Linked DNA regions of Macaca mulatta: region 1 is linked to region 2. The links are chromatin contacts, called in public Hi-C maps. All regions are on one chromosome and are shown on one strand. Each heading gives the region's core, a stretch centred on a gene start, on an enhancer-like site or on the middle of the called end of the contact. The rest is flanking DNA. Distances are from core to core; before and after follow the strand shown.

Evidence for each region. A called contact is a pair of places that touch in the nucleus more often than the background predicts.
Region 1: a contact with region 2 is called in a Hi-C map of fetal cortical plate, with 2.0 times the contacts expected there. The contact joins the enhancer-like site here to the promoter of CDK5R1 in region 2. A contact is called at or near these places in 2 of 14 Hi-C or Micro-C datasets (fetal cortex germinal zone and fetal cortical plate).

The regions. Positions count from the first base shown.
Region 1 is chr16:42,193,654-42,199,825 of T2T-MMU8v2.0, reverse strand. The region is part of intron 21 of MYO1D (myosin ID); the gene reads left to right. All of the region lies in intron 2 of LOC144335435 (a long non-coding RNA gene), which reads right to left. Among named protein-coding and RNA genes, the nearest start is that of CDK5R1, 150 kb to the right of the region's middle. Within about 2 kb of position 3,860, at least 23 of the 40 cell types and tissues checked have an H3K27ac peak or open chromatin away from gene starts, as enhancers often do. A contact at or near this core is called in fetal cortex germinal zone and fetal cortical plate, where this site is marked.
Region 2 is chr16:42,046,414-42,052,609 of T2T-MMU8v2.0, reverse strand. It overlaps CDK5R1 (cyclin dependent kinase 5 regulatory subunit 1), which reads right to left and starts at 3,583. Exons shown (of 2, transcript NM_001257715.1): 1 at 3,506-3,583; 2 at 1-3,201. The coding sequence starts at 3,056. The coding sequence ends at 2,133.

The sequences.
Region 1 (6,172 bases), core at 2,611-5,110, 150 kb before region 2:
AAACCGCTTTCTTGAGGTATAATTCACTGTTACAGACTGAATTGTGTTCCCCCAAAATTTGTATATCAGAGTCCAAACCCCCAGTACCTCAGAATGTGACTGTATTTGGAGATAGAGTCTTTAAAGTGGTAATTAAGTTAAAGTGGGATCATAAGAGTGGGCCCTAATCCAGTAAGACTGGTGTCTGCCTCAAAGGAGATTAGAACATAGGTACAGAGGGAAGGCCATGTAAAGACATAGAGAAGACAGCCATCTACAAGGCTAGGAGAGAAGCCGTCAGAAGAACAACTCTACCGGCCGAACGTGGTGGCTCACGCCTGTAATCCCAGCACTTTGGGAGGCCCAGGCAGGCAGATCATGAGGTCAGGAGATCAAGATCATCCTGGCTAACACGGTGAAACCCCGTCTCCACTAAAAATACAAAAAAATTAGCCGGGCATGGTGGCAGGCAACTGTAGCCCCAGCTACTTGGGAGACTGAGGGAGGAGAATGGCGTGAACCCAGGAGGCGGAGCTTGCAGTGAGCCGAGATCGCACCACTGCACTCCAGCCTGGGCAACAGAGCAAGACTCCATTTCAAGAAAAAAAAAAAAAAAAGAAGAACAACTCTACCAACATCTTAATCTTAATTTTAGACTTCCAGCCTCCAGAACTTCAAGGAAATAAATTTCTGTTGTTTCAGCCACCTAGTCTGTGATACTTTGTCATATCATCCTTAGCAAACTAATGTGTTTACATACCATAAAATTTTCCCATTGTAAGGTGTAGTTATTTTTAGTAATTTATGCAGTTGTGCAATGATCACCTAATCCAGTGTTAGAACATAACTAGGCTGGACGTCTGTAATCCCAGCACTTTGGGAGGCCAAGATGGGAAGATTGCTTGAGCCCAGGAGTTTGAGACCAGCCTTGGCAAAATAGTGAGACACCATCTCTACAAAAGAAAAATGAAAAAGAAAGAAAGAAACAGATCTGAGTACTAGATGTGCTTGTTGCTACTGGGGATTCATTTCTTTCAGGTCCTCTCAGCTGGCATAGCACAGAAATTAATGTGTATAATCTGTGTATATACACATATTTATAAATATTTTTATATGTGACCACCTTTATATGAAGTTAAACATGAGTTTATATTAATGTCTCTCACTCTAGTCCATGACCACATTAATCATTCTAGCCTTCCCCCATTGCTTATCTTTAAATTCCCTGTCCAAAAGTGAGAAAACTGGCTTGCACCATCTACTGTCCATTTACCTAATTATTCATTTCCAGTATCCATGCATGGCAGTATCAGAATTGTTAACCTGTACCCTGTGAGGCACAACTTTATCAAATGGAGTACAGTGCTACGTGTACTTCCTTTTTCCTTTAGTCTTACACACTCCACTCATTTCCAAAGTTACCTAGGTCAGCACCTTTTCCTCCCACCCTCTTCAGTGAGATTGTTTCATACCTTTTTTTTTTTCTTGAGATGAAATCTCGCTCTGTCGCCCAGGCTGGAGTGTAATGGCGCAATTTTGGCTCACTGCAACCTCCACCTCCCAGGTTCAAGCAGTTCTCTGCCTCAGTCTCCCGAGTAGCTGGGATTACAGGCGCCCGCCACCATGCCCGGCTAATTTTTGTGTATTTTCAGTAGAGACGGGTTTCACCATCTTGGCCAGGCTGGTCTTAAACTCTGGACCTCATGATCCACCTGCCTTGGCTTCCCAAAGTACTGGAATTACAGGCATGAGTCACTGTGCCTGGCCCATACCTTTTAATATAGGTAGATTGTCTTGTCACATTTTTGCATTCCTACGTGAAATCTCCCAACCTCCTAATTTTTTTTAAGTTGCCCACATTAAGGTTCACTCTTGATGCTGTTGAGTTCTGTAGGTTTTGGCAAATGTATAGTGTCATATATCCACCATTACAGTATCACACAGAACAGTTTCACTGCTCTAAGGATCCTGTGTGCGTAACCTGTTCATTCCTTTCCCTCTTTCCCCTGAACCCACAGGAACCACTAATCATTTTACTGTTCTACAGTTGTGCCTTTTCTAGAATGTCATATAATTAGAATCATACAGACTATAGCCTTTTCAGATTGGCTTCTTTCACTTAGCAGTAGGCCTTTAAGGTTCCACCATGTCTTTCCATGGCTTGTTGGCACATTTTTTTTTTAGTCAAGAAATAGTTCATTATATGGAGGTGCCATAATTTGTTTCTCCATTCACCTATTGAAGAACATCTTGATTGCTTCCACTTTTTGGCAACTATGAATAAAGCTACTATAAACATTTGCAAGCAGGTTTTTTGTATGGACACAAGTTTTTAAATCTATTGAGTAAATAGGAGTGCTATTGCTCAATCCTGTAATAAGACTAAATTTAGCTTTATAAAAACTGCCAATATTTTCCAAAGTTGCTGTATCATTTTCCATTTCCACCAGGAATGAATAAGAGTTTCTGTCACTTCCCATCCTCACCAGTATTTGATAGTGTCTTTTTTTTTTTATTTTAGCCATTCTAATAGGTATGTAGTTATATCATGTATTTTTCTCTTATCCTAAAATACATAACTCAGTACACACTGGATTATCAGTGAATCTTTATGAGAACCATCTCTCCACTCTTTGTCATTAGTTGGTTTGTTTTCAGGAAACAAAGCTTGATCTTTATGTAAGCCTAAGCAAACATAATTAAAAGATGAATTTGGCACTTTTTTCCCCTCTTCCATTAGCAAGAATTATTCAGTCAATTTACCATTTAATGATGGTTCTAGTCACTCACACAGGAAAGATCAAAACAGGAAATCGTGATAGGTTTTTGAGTCTCTTTTCAGCAAACACTGTTCTCACAAATGGCATGGTCATATAATTATAAACAACATGAAACATTAAGTTACAGGTGACCCCTTTCTATGTATAAATATTGCACACTAAGGTTAAGGTTTCAGCCAACTGGAATCTGCGTTATTGTCAAATTAGCGTCATCCCCTTTGAGTCACTATGCTATATTTGTATGTAATATTGAATTAAAGCATTAGTTCTAAAATTGTTAAGAAAGGTTAAAATTTTTACAGGGACAGTAGCGTTAGAATTTGAATGTTTTTTGAAGCTGGGGAACTTGTGGTTGCTGAGGCTTGATATGGAAAACAGAAGCAAGAAATAGCCTATATAATTAGCAATGTTGTGTCCAAAGCTTTGATCACAATCTCTTTGAAAATCATGCTAGAGATCAGTATAAATTGGTGGGAAAGATTGCTCCCCATGGCTGAAGCATGTTGCTTGAATAAATGCACTTCGGCCACTAGAGTTCATGTGGACATTAGTCCTCCCAAACCAGCATCCATGGAACCGGTTGCCAAGATTGAGTTTAATTTGCGTAAACAAAAAATCTGTTCGCCAGTTTTCAGTGAGATCACATAAACCAAAACATAATAGCCTTACCTCAGCTAGAATTCTTCTTACCCTTCTTTTGTTGTTGAGTCGTGTTAGTTTTACCTGAGTGTTTGGTCTGAAGAATGTTTGAATCTGTCTATTAATGTTGTTTTGATATAGTCCCTTTTTATCAGTATGGGCTTGATGGCTAAGGAAGCAGCCAATTAATTACACAAATACCTCCTTTAGTTCTGTGGAGAATATGAAGCAAGCAGGGGAGAGAAAAGAGACAATTATCTGAACTGATGTGACTGTTTTGTAAAGGTAAATGGACTGTAATTATGCCAGACTTCATGCTTTATTGCTCTATTTGACGTGACTTGCTGGAAAGATATCATTTCGTTTGGAAGATGGATTGTCCTTGTAATGTGTACAGGGTGAACCCTGCTGAAATCCATCCGCCCGCCGGTCTGCGCCCCATCACCATTTCTAAAGCACCCTACCCTCGTGGCAGTGTCCCAAAGGAAGGGGTTTCCATGGTAACCTCAATGGAGGCAGTCAGCTGACGTCTGGCACCGCCTGTGCTGGTGTGCGCTAGCCTGTTCACTCCCTCGGCCCTCCCTCAATCCTTTAAACTATATTTATTAGTTGTCTTTAATGGAAAGCATATAATCCCTTAATGTCAGACCCTGAGTGGCACTCAGCTTTATTAATTTATTTAGGTAATAAATTTACCTTCCTAATTAATTCTCAGCAGTCCTGGGAGCTGTATTATTTTTAACATCTTGCGCAATGTTTATAGTTCCGCGTGTTATAACAAAGAGAGTCACTTAGCAAAATTAGATATTTGGAAACCTCTCTTCTTAGAAAGAAAGTAATGTCTATATTATAGAGAAATTTAGAAAAATACAGATGTCAAAGTTTCAGTTTAATTTTTCAAGAAATTTTTTTCTTATTCCGGTGGCGTTGGCAATGAAACAATCTTTCCCCTGCCTCTTATCATTTCTTTTTAGCACTCAATGACTTTATTATTGGATTTGAGTGAGCCACGTGGTTTTAAAATACTTCTAAGAAATGTGACGACTAAGCCACATCCTCTCTCTTTTTTTTGTTAATAAGAGAGAAAGAAGTCAGAATTTCAGAGCTCCCCTATTGATGGTTTTCCTGACATGTGTTCAGAAGCAAACGCCTTTTGTTACGCTGGTTAGAGACAGCTGCTTATGACAAACACTACTAAGCAAACTGTTTTTTTTAATGTGTTTTTCCTTACATGTGCAAAAATCTGACTAATAAGCAAACCGATTTATAATATCAAAAGTCACTGCTTTTGGGCACAAAGTAGAGTCCATTTTCATCAGTACTGTACTGGGAAATTCAATTTCATATGTAAAAGATGTCTCAAAGCAATGTCTGAAAGCACCAAGCACTAGGACCAATTTATGACTCCTTTAAAAAGCTATCTTGTTAAAGAAACACAATGCCTTTTAAGAACTAAAATGTAAGCAAATTAGTACGGTACCACCTTAATTTATCCAGAGGTCAGATTGCTAGAAGCAAGATGGCTTTAAAACAAAGCCATACACGGAGATGTACATATTTTTTAAATCTCTACATTTGCAGAAATAGATGTTGCTAAGCTGAGGCAATAATAGGCTTTCTTTAGACAGCTGTCTTTATCAGAGCTCTCTTTTATTCAGTAAACATTTTGGAGCACCTCCCATGTGCTGTGCATTTGGCAGGCACTGGCAGTGCAAGCATACATCACATAGCCTCTGCCTACAAGCCTTGTGGACCCGTGGGAGAGGCAGGGAAGCCACCAGCCCGTCAGCACAGTGCCTAGATTGCTCACTGTGGCAGCCCCGTAGATGCACAGCACAGTAATACCTTGCTGTCAAGAGAAAACCGGTGCTCTGAAAGGTGAAGCAATCTGCCCAGGTCACAGAGCTCACCAGGAGTGGAGCTGGGCTTCACCCTTCGTGTTTGTGACCTAGCCCTTAATCCCAAGTGTGTTTGACCTAGGCCAGTTCCAGCAGCCATCTGCTACCTGCCCCTCCCTTTGACAGATGACACATGAAACTAAAATCCTATTTGGGGCCCAGAGCAGTGGCTCACACCTGTAACCCTAGCACTTTGGGAAGCTGAGGCAGGCAGATCACCTGAACTCAGAGAGTTCAAGACCAGCCTGGGCAACATAGTGAAACCCCATCTCTACAAAAAATACAAAAATTAGCCAGTAGTCCCAGCTACTCAGGAGGCTGAGGAAGGACAATTGCTTGAGCCCAGGAGGAGGAGGTTGCAGGGAGCCAATATCACACCATTGCACTCCAGCCTGGGTGATAGAGCAAGACCCTATTAAAAAAAAAAAAAAGTCCTGTTTTAAGAGGAAAGAAATAACAGAACTAACATTCATCGCATGTGTCATGCCAGGTGTTTCTTAAATGATTTACCCAGACTATATCTCAATGATTGTAAGAATCCTGGGCAGGAAGTCTTATTTTATAGATGAAGAAATAAATTCTCAGAGAAGTTGACCACTAGTGCAATGTTTCAGTGCAAGTTCTTCTAATCTCAAAGCCAGAGGTAGCCACAAAATTAGGTATCTTTCTACCTAACTTAATTGCCAAAGTTGCTCTCTTTCTCTCTCTCATTTTCTTTATTTATCTATGTAAGTCTTTCTTACATTAATAATAGTTTTCTAAAATAGTTCGCCTTAACCTTTTGAGGATTAGTGACTTGTAGGCCCACAGGAAACTGAATAATCAAGATGAGAATGTGTGTATTGGCCCTGGTCTGCATATCAAGAGCTCCAAAGG
Region 2 (6,196 bases), core at 2,334-4,833:
TATTGTTGTTCTAAAAGTAGTCTTCATAGCAGCATGGCAAATGGGTTCTTTGCTTGCACACTCAAGTATATCAGTTGTTCCTTTACACAATACTGATGACCAGTGCGAGGGAAGAGAGGGAACACGACAGGCTTCACACTGAGGGAACTATAGAGTTCTTCCCTTAGTCCCCACCACTTCCAAAATGTCCACCTCTTCCAAAGAATAAAAAAATAAATACGGAGAAAGAGAAGGAAACAGACACGCAACTGGAATCCTGTGGATGCAATGTAACCGCACAACTCCAGGTCAGGTTCCACCAGCTGAAGGTGATAACACACATGCGCCCTCCTCCTGAGACTTGGCACTGACCCTCCCTCTTCCATGCCACCAGGGGCATCCCACCTCTGGTCGCACGCGGCAGCAGGATCTGAAGACAGGCTGTGTGGAAACCCAGCAGAGAGGAGGTGCTGTGTGAAGTCTGTGCCAGCAGCCGCAGGCTCCTTCCAATGCTGCACCGATTATCCGACAGTCCTAGGAACGGCTCCGCTGGGCCTCAGGTGCAGCCAGGCAGCTGCTCTCCGGCAGGGCAGGCTCTCTTCCCCACCTCTGGGAATGCCTCCGGCCACCAGGTTCTGCTTCAGGACTCTTAACACTGGGACTTCAATTTCACAGCTTTCTTTTTGTGTAAATTTCAGTAGTGCTTGTGCTGAAATTGGTAACCACCTTGAACCTAATCCTATGTAAAGTGACCCTCTGCCTCCCCACCCCAGGTCCCCATTCCAGCACTCCCGGGGGGACTGGGCCTGGAAGACAGAATCCTCTGTAGCGTCTTCACATTGGTCTTTGTTCTCCACAGCAGAGTGACGGGCCATGGAGGAAGGCTTGCTCCCTCTCCCAAGTCCCAAGCCACCAATACGGGAGAATGAGAAAGAAAATCAATAAAGTACACATTTGTGTTTTTACAGCCAGTAGGGGAAGGTGGAAACCAAAACCAGCAGCGGCAAATGATCAGTTGTAGAAATCAGCAGGCTTCCAGAGCAATCAGGAGTCTCACTCCCGTCTTGTAATTGTCTCCAAGATCCAGCTGTCTCACTGGTCCCTGTAGGGCAAGTCTTCCTCTTTAGAAGAAACTCAACTGTTTGGAAACAGCTTTAAATTAACAGGGGTGGGGGTGGGGCCACCACATCGCCTTCCCCCCAGCTCTGCAGGACAAATGTCATGTGCACCAGCAAGAGGCCTTAGCCCTTAGGTGGGCACCGGCTTGGTCTCAAGGTATGGCATCCCTCACCTTGCCCAGAAGGCAGGCGTTGCTAATGGGCACCTGCAGCTGTCCTGGCATTTGCCACAGGGCGACTGCACTGCATTATTCAAAAGAAAAATTCACCCAGGAAAGTCGTCTCCAGCTTCACCCCACCTCTTTAGCTGGGACCCAAAATGAGAAAAAGTAACGAGTCAAAGCAGCTCATCGGCCAATACCAGCAATGCGGCTGTGAGCAGCAGACAAGGGGGCAACGGGCGAGTTCCATTTCTCCACTAAAGGAAAGCCCTTCTCCCTAAAAAAGAAAACAGCAAATCAGGGCGGTGTGTGGTCAAACGACCAGACACAGTCTTTCCACTAGACCTGCTCAGCTTCGCCTCGCCTAGATTGAAGATGTCCCAGCGCAGCGGGGATCCTGCCTCATGACCCCACTGGCAGCTCAGTTAGGGTGGATGGCTCCAGGAGCCTCTGGGAGAGCGAGTAACTCCACACAGGAGCCAGAAAAGGGCCTCCAACCAGAAACCCCAATTCCTCCCTGGGTCAGGCAGCCAGAGTCCCCTCTCTAGCGCCATACAGGGTGCAGCCGGCAGCCTCGCCTACCCTGGACCCAGCAAGGGCACAGGCGGCAGGGGCAGGTCAGTTCTTTGAGTTCCCCAAAGTGGGAGGTCAGTGGCCTGGGTGGCTCCGAATACATCTTCTGGGTTTTGCGCAAGGCTCGTGAGTTCAAAAGTGCCCAGAGTTCTTGGCAGGGCTGAAAAAACCCCAGGGAGAGACTGTGGGAAAGGTGAGGCCCTTGGTGGCTTTGCTAGACACATACTGTACACAAAACTGATTTAATAATAAATTTTTAAAAATGCATTGAATCCTTGAGCCATGGCGCAGGCTACAGTGCTCACCGATCCAGGCCTAGGAGGAGCCGTTTCTTGTCCTCCTGGCTGCTCTCGTTCTTCAGGTCGGAGAAGACCTGTGTGAAGTAGTGTGGGTCGGCATTTATCTGCAGCATCTTTGAGCTCATGAGGTTGATGACAGAGAGGCAACGGTCCCAAAAGGCCTCCTTGCAGCTCTCCACCAGGAAGGGCTTGAGCGGGTAGGAGATCTCGTTGCCCATGTAGGAGTAGGAGAGGTACAGGCACGTCAGCAGGACGGCCTGGAGCTCGTGATCCGAGCCCACCTCGGAGGAGATAACATCCCTGCAGAGCATGTAGAGGAAGACCACGTTGGCCGGCGTGATGAAGCCCTGGTCCTGCCAGCCCTGCAGAAGCAGCGAGCGGTCCACGCTGCGCAGCCAGAGCACGGGGTCCGTGGGGGACAGGTGCTTCAGGCGGTAGCACCGGCGGCAGAGAAACTCACCCAGGCAGCGCAGCAGCTCGCTGGTGGACGCCTGGACGATGACCCGTTTGGGCGTCCCTGCGGAGGTGACGGCAGGGTGAGGGGCTTTCTTGACCGAGGAGGAGCCCCCGGTCTGGGAGCCCGAGAGCTGGCTGGCCGGGGGTGCGGGCGGCTGGGCCGGTGGGGGCTGGGCGAATGTGGACAGGTTGGCGCACGACAGCGACTTCTTCAGGTTCTCATTGTTGAGGTGCGTGATGTTGTTCTGGTAGCTGCTGTTGGGCTGCACCTTCTTGGAGTTCTTCTTCTTGGCCGACACGGCCACGATTCTCTTCCAAGGCAGCACGGAGATGATGGAGTGGCGCTTCAGGTTCTTGTCCTTGGCGTTCTTGCTGTTCTGTACGGCCGTATAGTGGCCCACGGTGGCCGCGCCATCCTCAAACAGCGTGGCCTTCCGGTAGCTGGGGGACAGGGACAGCACCGTGCCCATGGTGCCGCTGCGCGCCGGGCGGGGGCTCGCGCCCCTGCGCGCCCAGCCTGCCGGCCGGAGGGATAAAACCACTCACGGAGCCTGCGGTGGCCCCGGGGAGGAGGCGGGGGCGCTCCCGGGAAGCGTGCTGCCCCCTTGGATCTGCCTGGAAAACAAGATGGTTCTTAGCGCCAAGCTGGGCTCCGCGCCGCGCCCCTCCGCCCCGCGCCTCCGCGGACCCCGCGGCCCCAGTCCCGGGCCCTACCCGCGGCCCCGCGCCCCCGCGCCGCAGCCTCGCCGCCTCCACTGCAGCACCCCCGCCCGCCGCCGCCGCTGCGGTCCCCAAGCGCAGCTGGGAGGGGCCCGGGCGCCGACGGAGGCGGACGAAGACCCCCGCCTGGACACCCCGCACGGGCGCGACCCGGGCCCGGCTCCTCTGGGCCAAGGACGGCCGCCCAGCGCAGGCTTACCCGGCAGGCGGCAGCTCCTGCGCTCCGCGCCCTCCGCAATGCGCGCCGCGGCTCTGCCGCCGCGGTCCCGGCGCTCGGGAGCGCTCGGCGGGGATCGGCTGTGCCCGCGCTCGGCGGCGGCGACGGCGGCGGCGGCGGCGGCTGCGGCTCGGCAGCTTCTGTCCAAGGTTCTGCAGGCGCCGCGGCCCCGCCCCCCGGCTCGGCCGCCCGCACCTTCGCCGCCGCCGCTGCCGCCGCCGCCGCGCTCCCGCTCCCGCTCCCGGCGCGCGCCTCAGCGCCCTCCCTCGCGGGGCGCGCGCGCAGTCCACGCGCCGGCCTGGTCTCGCCGGGGAGTTGCGGCCGTTGATGTCCTCAGCTCGAGCCGCGCACGGTGCAGGTAGGACGCGGCGACGAGCGGGAGGCACCTCTACGCACCGGGCCCCATCTAGGAGCCGGACTCGGCGGCGGCGGCGGGACACGCGGCGCCGGCCCGCCCCGCCCCTCGGGACCGCCCCTCCCGCACAGCTCGCCGCCGGCTCCGCGCCGCCGCCCAACAGCAGCCCGGCCGCCTGAGAGTCCCGGGCGCCCGCGCAGCCCAACTCTGCTGACGCTCGGCGGGCGCCGAGCAGGGCGGGGCTGAGGGCCGACCCCGCCCGCGCCCCGCCCAGACACGTGCTGTCTTTGTTCCCGCCGCGGCGCCCGCAGCTGCCGGCCGCGGGGGCGCTCTCGGCCGAGTCCTGCCCTGGCAGCGCGCGGCCCGCCCTCTCGGAGGCTGCCGCCCGGGCCCTGGTGAGGAGCCCTCCGCCGAGGCCAGGGCCGGTAGCTCCCTCCTTCCACCTGACATCCCCGTCCCTGTGGAAAGCAGCCAGGGAGCGCGGGAAAGAAGGCCCTGGGCGGGGAGAGGCGAAGCCTTTACTGAGACCTCCCAAGTGCCAGGCGCACCTCGAGTGGACAGTCCCATCGTTTCTGGCCACCCTTCTGGGGCCTCCGTTCCCTCATCCCGGGGTAGATGCCCGTGGCCCGAGTGGGCCTCAGAAATCCAAGCCAGAGAAGCGTGGCCCGTAGCAGTTCCGGGCCACCAAGAGCCAAGCCTGAGCCCGTCACAAATATGACCTCGAAGTTCCCACTCGCCCTCTTTGTTGTATTAAAGCTGAAGCAACTGCCCCTCTGGCCAGCTTTCTGACCCTCTTAAACGTTTTCAGTTCTAAGTATGTATAATTTAAGAACTTGATGCTAGCGAAATTGAGTAAAATTCTGGTTCTCAAAGAGCTGTTCCTGTCGGATGTGAATCCAGATCCTTCACAAAGGCCGTTGTTCATTTACTATTTTACCTTGTTTCTGGAGATTGAGTCAAAACTGACCACAAACCTGGGAAACAGGAGACTTAAGCCCTGTCTTAATCCAGATCATCTCTGGACCTAGAGATGATGTAGTGGCACTCCAGAGGAGAGGATGACACCCAATTACCTGACCACTCTGGCCCACTAGGCTTTCACCCTGCACCAGCCCTGTCAACTGCCCTAGGGGGAACAGAATGGGAATCTGACATCATTCAAAATGCTGCAATCACGGCAGAAAGTGCTGGATTTTGTTTATGTGCCACTCAGAAATTTCTGTCAATGGGAATTCCAGGCTTTAGGAACCTTAGGGGGCAGGCATACAGTGGAAAGTCCATTGCTCTGTACCCAGAGGACAACTTTGTCCACAGCCCTTCAGAACATCCACAGCAGCTGTTAGGGGAACTCAGAAGAGGAAGGCAGGCTCCCAGCTCAGTGTGCCCCTCCCTGTGAATGTTCCTTGGTGTACAAGCCTACCTGCTCTTCACATGGAGCTGTCCTCAACCCTCCTGCATCTAACAGTAAGAAGCCAGAAGAGGCCGGACATGGTGGCTCATGCCTGTAATTCCCAGCACTTTGGGAGGCTGAGGCGGGCGGATCACCTGAGGTCAAGAGTTCAAGACCAGCCTGGCCAACATGGTGAAACCCCATCTGTACTAAAAATACAAAAAAAAATTAGCCGGGCGTGGTGACGCATGCCGGTAATCCCAGCTACTCAGGAGGCTGAGGCAGGAGAATCGCTTGAACCTGGGAGACGGAGGTTGCAGTGAGCCAAGATCGCACCATTGCACTCCAGCCTGGGAAACAAGAGCAAATCTCAAAAAAAAAAAAAAAAAAAAAAGGAGCCAGAAGAAACAATCTCCTTTGAGACCCTGACCAAGTGTCCCTCTTCCTTCTCAAAGGAAAGCCGAACCCCAGCCTCTTTTCCTCAGCCCCTACTTGGAGCCTCTAGCTTCTGAGTTGGCTCTGTGCCCCCCTTCAGATTCTAGTGTTGAGCCAAGGTTAAATGTTTTCCACTTCCCAAAACATGTCCAAATTTTGAAGCCTATAATCCACCCCGGCGGGGCGTGGTGCCACACCGTGTCCAGCAGTTTCGGAGGCCAAGGCAGGTGGATCACCTGAGGTCAGGAGTTTGAGACCAGCCTGGCCAACATGGTGAACAACCCGTCTCTACTAAAAAAAAAAATTAGCTGGCCGTGGTGGCAGGCACCTGTAGTCCCAGCTACTCAGGAGGCTAAGGCAGGAGAATCGCTTGAACCTGGGAGGCAGTGGTTGCAGTGAGCCGGTATCACACCACTACCTTCCAGCCTGGGTGACAGAGTGAGACTTCAGCTAAAAAAAAGAAAAATCCACCCCCTAGAAAAACCTGGGCCTA